2 separate regions of the Mus musculus genome follow, and region 2 is linked to region 1. Evidence: chromatin contacts called from public HiChIP or PLAC-seq data. All regions are on one chromosome and are shown on one strand. The core of a region is the stretch at or near the end of the contact, and the rest is flanking DNA. Distances in the headings are between cores, read along the strand shown. Region 1 overlaps Kmo (kynurenine 3-monooxygenase (kynurenine 3-hydroxylase)). Region 2 holds the start of Exo1 (exonuclease 1).

The links. HiChIP or PLAC-seq counts read pairs in DNA pulled down with a chosen protein or histone mark.
Region 2: an H3K4me3 HiChIP or PLAC-seq map of bone marrow-derived macrophages shows a contact between it and region 1, with 4 times the contacts expected there. The contact joins the promoter of Exo1 here to the enhancer-like site in region 1. A contact is called at or near these places in 4 of 39 promoter capture datasets (3T3-L1-derived adipocytes, the C10 cell line, the HPC-7 cell line and 1 more), 1 of 15 datasets of contacts at CTCF or cohesin (CD8 T cells), 2 of 484 Hi-C or Micro-C datasets (B cells and cochlea), 7 of 115 datasets of contacts at active chromatin or transcription factors (bone marrow-derived macrophages, embryonic limb bud, embryonic stem cells and 3 more) and 3 of 9 other capture datasets (adipose tissue, liver and pancreatic islet).

Annotation. Positions count from the first base shown.
Region 1 is chr1:175,658,308-175,661,850 of GRCm38.p6, reverse strand. Kmo (kynurenine 3-monooxygenase (kynurenine 3-hydroxylase)) reads right to left here. Exons shown (of 15, transcript NM_133809.1): 13 at 3,429-3,530; 14 at 3,279-3,338; 15 at 998-2,208. The coding sequence ends at 2,029. Among named protein-coding and RNA genes, the nearest start is that of Kmo, 28 kb to the right of the region's middle. Within about 2 kb of position 1,655, at least 20 of the 459 cell types and tissues checked have an H3K27ac peak or open chromatin away from gene starts, as enhancers often do. A contact at or near this core is called in B cells, adipose tissue and bone marrow-derived macrophages, where this site is marked.
Region 2 is chr1:175,878,956-175,882,498 of GRCm38.p6, reverse strand. It overlaps Exo1 (exonuclease 1), which reads right to left and starts at 1,721. Exons shown (of 15, transcript NM_012012.4): 1 at 1,643-1,721; 2 at 1,299-1,367. It overlaps Gm36360 (a long non-coding RNA gene), which reads left to right and starts at 1,744. Exons shown (of 3, transcript XR_373723.2): 1 at 1,744-1,827.

The DNA of each region.
Region 1 (3,543 bases), core at 406-2,905:
CCCCACATATGCTCCACTTTGCAGGCTTACCTTGAGTTGGAAGTCACTGAGACAAAGCAAGAGAAGAAAAGCCCCCCCCCCGCCCCGCCCATTTGCCAAGGTGACCTCCTAAGGATGCTAGCCCAGGGATTTCAATCCTTTGGCATGTGTCTAAAACTTTACTTCCTGCTGAAGATGATGTAAGTCAGAGCTTTATAAGCCAGATTACATGTCTTTTGATATGTTTTTCAAAATGTACTAGATTTTTATTTAAGCTCTCCCAACAATGGAGCATATTACCCGGATTCCCCTTTTAAATATTCTTTTGTTTTTTAACTTAAAATTGCATCATTTCCTCCCTTCCTTTTTCCCCTCCAACTCCTCCTATGCACCTCCTTGCTTCTTCCAGAAATTATGGCCTCTAAAGACTTTTAATTCTCTTGCAGAGGCAAGTCTATGTGGTTATGTGCCCAGGGGTGCAGGAGCCCAAGGAAGCCGGAGGGGTTGGATCTCCTGAGCTAAGTTCTGGGCAATTGTGAGCTGCCTGAAATGGGTGCTGGGAGCTGAACTAGGAGCCTCTTCAAGAGCAGCACACATACTTAACAACTGAGTCATCTCTCAGCTCATTTTCTGACCATCTGCCATATGCATATGAAATATACATACATGCTCCTAAACTTCAGTTTGCTTTCCTTTGACAATCTGCCTGTTATATTAGCCATTGCCAATGAAATATAAATAAAATGATAAATACAATGATATATAAATAATATATGATATATATATATAAAAAATATAAATACAATGATAAATAAAAGGGGGCTTGGGGAAATGGCTCAGTGGTTAAGACCACTGACTGCTCTTCCAGAGGTCCTAAGTTCAATTCCCAGCAACCACATGATGGCTCACAACCATCAGCAATGGGATTTTATGGCCTCTTCTGGTGTGTCTGAAGACAGCTACAGTGTACTCATATAAATAAAATAAAATAAATCTTTAAACAAAACAAAGAGATAACTAAAAGGAACAATGTTTCTGTTTATTTTTGCAGTGCTGGTGAATCTAACCCAGGGTCCTATGCAGGTTACATAAGCGCTCTCCCACAGTGCTACATCCCTTACCAGGAAAACAATGATTTTTCTTTCCCTACACATCAAATATAGATTGTTAAGACCCAAGGATGTCTTTGACATTATGGGAAATGCCAATTTGTTTTATCTTTATTTCCTCGGGTTTTGATTTTCTAGTTAACTATTATGGTAGCTCTCAAAATTGACAATGAAAAGAACTTCTAAGGGTCCCAGTCAGCCAGCTTGGAGAAGACAGAAGCGGAGAGGGTATCTGTGCACTGCACTCTGATGATGAAGTTAACTTCTGCGTCTGTCCGTGGGACAGTCAAGGAACCACTTCTGTACGTCTGAAGTGGACTAAACTGTGTCTCCATGCTTCTGGAAAACACCCTCCTATCTCCTCTCCTCCCTGCTATAAATTTATTACTACTAACAACCCTTTCTCATCCTTCACTTAGAATGCCATTGATAGCTCTTTCCTTCTTTTTAAAAACATAATAATTCTGAGATCTGGAGACTGGGAAATAAAACAGATATATCCTGGAACTCTTCAGAACACCTTGTCTCTCATTCTCAGCTCTACCATAGCAAGTGGCTATGAGCCTGCAAGCCCCATCTACTGCATTAAGAGGAAGTAGCACTAGGCAAGCAGTGTTGTTGATCCTATATTGTCCTCTACAGGAAAAAACATGGGTTCTTTTGAGAAGTGAAAGAGATGTTGGTTATTGCATTTTTAAATTGGAAGAGGCCCAGCCCAAGCACGCAAACCGATGAGACCCTGTCAAGACAGATTCTTCCCTCGCTCAGCTGACAAATACACAAACTCCTCACCACGCTTAATTCTAGGCTGACAATTAGTTTCCAGCAGTGAACTGAATATGGCAATGGAGACATGCTTTTCACCCTTGAGATGGAAGAGGAATCAAACATTTGCTACCCAGAACTTTGACACTATGGTTGGTGAACGGGGGAATTTGTCCTAGTAACTCCATGGAACTTGCAGAGAAATGTCTGTACTCCTAGTCCAGTAGCCAGTGGTTCCCATCCAGGCAGGTCTTCTCAAGAACTCCAGAGGTCTCAGGGACAGATGGTGCACAAGTAGGTAGGTGCCTCCAATGGCTATCAGGGACCCAAGGACAAAGAGTCCTCTGTTTATCACCTGCAAGCACAGCAAAAATCCAAAACTTTCTCTCACCTAACTTGAGGCTCACTGTTATGGCTAGCAAGCCCCTGGAGTTGGCCCCACCCCCACCCTAGAACAGGCAGATATGTGCTATGTCCAGCTTTTAAGTGGGTGTTGGGGGTGTCTCATAATCGTGCAGGAAGTACCTTACCCACTGAGCAAGCAACCTTCTCAGCCCTTTCGTATTTGTTTTTATAGAGGTAGAACTTACAGATAGACTTGATTCTTTCCAAACCATTCCCTACACAGTGAAGGGCTCGAGGTAAAATCCTAGCCTGGGTGTTTAAGCCTTCTTAGGTCTCTCAGATTTCTTTAAGCACATCTTATTCCCACTTCAGCAGGATGATGAAGGTCCTACTTGCCTCTCCAGGCCATTTCTACACCCTGGGCCTCCTGGCTCATGTTTCTTCAGTCCTCATTCTCTAGCCACTCACATATTCTCCTTGCAGTGGCTCACGGAGCATCCCCCACCATATTTGTTCACCTTTTCTATTAGCCCCTGAGCTACACGTAGGGTAAGGGACAGCATCTTGTTCATCAAAGTATCTGGTGCAGTATACCTGCATCCAATAAAACTATCAATAGATAAAATTCCCCAAAGCACTCAGGAATTGGAACTGCTTTCAGTAGCACCTCTGGCTCAATGGCTCAAAATGCATGCATTGCTGTGTTCTACACTACATTCTAGTAGGCAGTGTTTTATAAATGATACAGTTGGGTCTAATTTTACAAGTTAAGCCCACAAAGATGCCACATAATGCAAAAGTTTAAGAACGGATCTCGTAGATAACACAAAGTAAAAAGCTGAGAAATATCAGCCCCAGTTTCCTCTTCAGTTTCTCTTTGCTTCCCTGCCGTGCACCCCCCACCGCACCCCCATCACAGAGAGTGTGTGCTCTATACTCTGTAGGCTCAAGACAGGTTTTATCTGGAAGATAAGCATGTCTCTGTCCTGTCATGTCCATATTTCCCTGACATAGTGTGACCATGAAACTGTATGACATTTCAAGAGATCGTGTTTTTCAATAGTTTTTTTTTTTTCCAACCTTTTTTTGCCAATGCCAACGCAGCACTGCCTCGTGGTATCTTATTCTGGTGAAGGCGACCTGCAGGGAGATTTAAAAAGCATCCGGTGTGTTCTTCAATAGCTAAACAGAGGTCCTCTAGTGAGGGGAAGTCTTTAATCCAGGACTTACCATGGTATAGAGAGGGATAAAGGTAGAGGGCATGATCGCGTGAAGAAATTTATCCAGGAGCTTTTGGAACAGGAACCACCTAGAGTTGACATGCGCTCGCATCTGTAATGACATG
Region 2 (3,543 bases), core at 472-2,971, 220 kb before region 1:
AGTTTGGAGAAGGACAGACATTTCAACTGAAAAGCATGTCAGCAATCCCACACTACCAGAATGGTTTATTCCAAGCAATACCCTGGTAATTAGCCATGGTGGCATCTAGGGGAAATTTCATCAGATTCATTGAAGGCTATACCAAAGACACATGAAGCCGTGTTTGATGTGCAAAACAGCTTCAAGAAACAAACAGTTATAATTTCCATTCCCTTCTAGGTCCTTACATGGAAGTCCTGGAGATGGCAGCCCCTTCAAAGCAACTAACACCCCCCCCCACCCCACCCCCGCCTTCCTACTCCAACTCCAGCAGCTGCTTGCCACTTCCCAATACAGTATTACCATCTAAGATCAGGTATTTGTATTAGGGAGTGTGTGCATGTAATGAGTGTGTGGGTACATCCATGCAGAGCCCAGAGCAAGGCATTGGGTGTCTTCCTCTATTGCTACCTGTCTATCACCTTGAGGCAGGGTGTTACGGAACCAACTAGGCCCAATGAGGTCTTGGGATCTGCCACCTCTGCCTCCCAATCTCTGCAGTTACCAGCAGGCTCAGGCACAGGGGGTTTTAATGGGGAGGGGGCTGGGGGGAGGATTCTAACTTAGGTCCTCATGGTTGCAAGAGCAAAGGCTATTACCCTCTGCAACTATTCTTTCTGTGTATGATGCATGCGTGATGGAGTTTGAATCGGAGGATGTGAAAGGCAGTCCACCTTGTTTGTTTGAGCTGCGTCCACCAGGCTAGTTAGGTCTTAGGCTGAGCTCTCTGGGATTTTCCACTCTTACCTTCCCCTCTCTCAGCAGTGAGGTCACAGGGACAGGCACCTGATTCAACAGACCTAAGATCATGTTCTTAAAGACTATGGGATAAGCCAGAGGTGCCCTGTTGACACCACAGGAAAGTGGCCATGCCCTTAGCTAGCAGCCCTGACACTTGAGAGATTCATTTACCTTTAAGGTCATGCCCATTAACTATGAATCCCTAAAGGGGGGCATGAACCCGTAATTTTAAACATCAGCCAATTTGGGTGCAGGTGGGTCTGTGTAAAACGAGTCCACTACGTTTAAAAGACAACGTCTCTAAAACATGATTTCGTGCATGCTGGGGGGGGGGGGGGTTGGGGTGGGGGAGGGACATAATTACATTTCGTGAAATTTCCTTAAGTTTCTTTCTTCTAGGCCAACTAAATCTCGAATAAATATTTCCTCTTTAGTATAGAAGTGACTGAGTGCCATGTGGCGCATCAACACCAGAAGGTCGCCGGTGGTACCCGAGGTAACAGCAGCAGCGGCTTCACCTTAGTCCCGTCTCCCGAACGAACAGGCATAGCACACAAGTCCATTCCAGGCGCCGTGGCTCCTCAAACCTGCACAGGAGAGAGCATATACAAAGGGAATTCATCGCTAGGTACGAGTGTTGGTAAGGACACACGTCAGCCCGCCTCTGCGGAAAGCGGGAGACCCGGAGGCCGAGGCAGTCGCCTGCAGGCGCTCCACGCTCCCGCTCACTTCCCGGAGATCCGGGTTTCGCGCCGAGGGGCAGAAGGCACGTGGATCAGAGTCATGGGGACCCCACTTTCCTCCACACGGCCCGCTGCTCCAGTGACCGCCCGGCCGCCCGCATAGGGGCTCGCTCGCTCACCTGGGGTTCAGAACGGCGGCGAGCGGCTGCTGCAAGCGCAGCCATGGACCTTTCGATTTGCGCGGGATCGGGAAGCCCCGCCCAGCGGACATGACGTCCCTGGGCGTCCTGAGCCGCAGCCTCCACCTCCCGCTTTCTATGACCCGACTTTCCTCTTAGCCGAGTCCTGAGCCCTTCCTTGCAAGGTAGGAAGTCCGCCGCCAATGGCCAATGCCATCTCGAACTCGGCGACGCTAGAAGCGAAAAGTCGGCTTGTTTGTGAGAGAAGTGGGGTGGTGGTAAGGGAGGGGGCAAGAGAAACTCTAGGCCCGGAAGTTGCGCTCTCGCCGGTGCTGCTGGGAGTTGTAGTTCTCCCTTGACCAAGCCACTGGATCCAGGTACATGCGTGCTAAAGAACTCCCAACTTGGAGTCAAACATATTTTGTTATTTTAAACCCGGAAAAGGAGCCCAGTTCATAGTTGCTTAATTCCAGGCCAACACCACAGTCTTTCGTCTCCGAAACATCCTCACCTCTATGCAAATTGAAGTTTTGTACAAAGCTTTCATGTTGCTATAGTTTGATTATAGTCTGCGCTTACCCACTTTATTCATTATATGGCTTTATCCCTGATACGAGTTGGGAAAATGTTATCCTTATAACTAAGAAACAAAATGGCCCAATGGTTCAAGTTATTAAACCCTGTATATTGTTGGTTGTATTGGGTCACATTTCCTAGTGTTATCAAGGAAAGAAAACCCCTCTAGTTTCTCTTCTTAATGGACTTTTAAAAACTTACTAATTTTAGAAGTCACACAGCCGGACTGTACATAATTTAGTCTCTTACTGTCTTTGCCCCAGCAGACTCCTCTGACTGAAGCTATCTAAGTGTGAAATTGAAAGACTCCGAGAGGAGCCCCTCGCTCAGGCCTCAGGACAATAGCGGACACCCAAGAACTCATGAGAGACCAAGCTTGATGCAAACCACATGAGGCTTTATTCGGGGAAAGCTAGAGCTCTGGGGACGACTCACATCCCACGCAGGAGTAGAGGAGTCGACCCTGAGGGGAAAGGGGTCTCAGTTTTTATAGGCCCTGGGGGGAAGGAGAAGGGGGGAGTAGGGGATTTCCAGATCTAAACAATGTCTATTCTCAAGAAATGGGTATGGGAGGGGTACAAGGAAAGAGTCTGGTGCAGGTGTAGCAACTCCGGATTGGCTGGGCTGTGGTTGCTGGGGAGATTTTCTGACTCTCCCAGCAACCAATATCACAAACACCTGGCAGTGAGGTGCAGCAGTGGGCACACACATGGGTTCAAGGAATGGTCAAAACATTGGCAGACACACAGGTTCAAGGAGTGGCCAGAGCATTGTGCACCTCTATTTTTTCTAAATCAGTGAAGCTAGTTCTGCTAACAGTGACATCAATCTTGCCAATTTCAGGGCTTCTGTGACCTTTTACATTCTGTCAGGATCTTTTAAAATAAGAATCTTCCCTGCCCATGTCTGTAAAAAAAAAAGCTTTTCTCTCTCTTGCCCTCCATGTAAAGATACCATGTGTGATCCTCTCTGCTCTCTGGGTTCACCTTTAATATCCTAACAATTCAGTGACAAATTAGTTATTCTCCAGGAAAGGAACTCAAAAGATGCACGATGGTATTATCTGTTGTGTTACCTTTCTTTAAACTTACAGAACCCCAAACATCCATTAATATATAAGTACTAATTAACACAGAGTACCTGGTGCACTGGTAAGGCGGACTACTACCCCAGTGATATGTTCCCCCAGCAAATCCCTAGATCATATTCGTGACTGCAGCCCCAAGGAGGCTGGGCTTTGTTGGGGAGCTACACCATCATTGGTTTTCAAGTAAATCTTTTTCTTTGCCCAAACAAATTGACTTTAAGTCATTAGACTTTCTGAA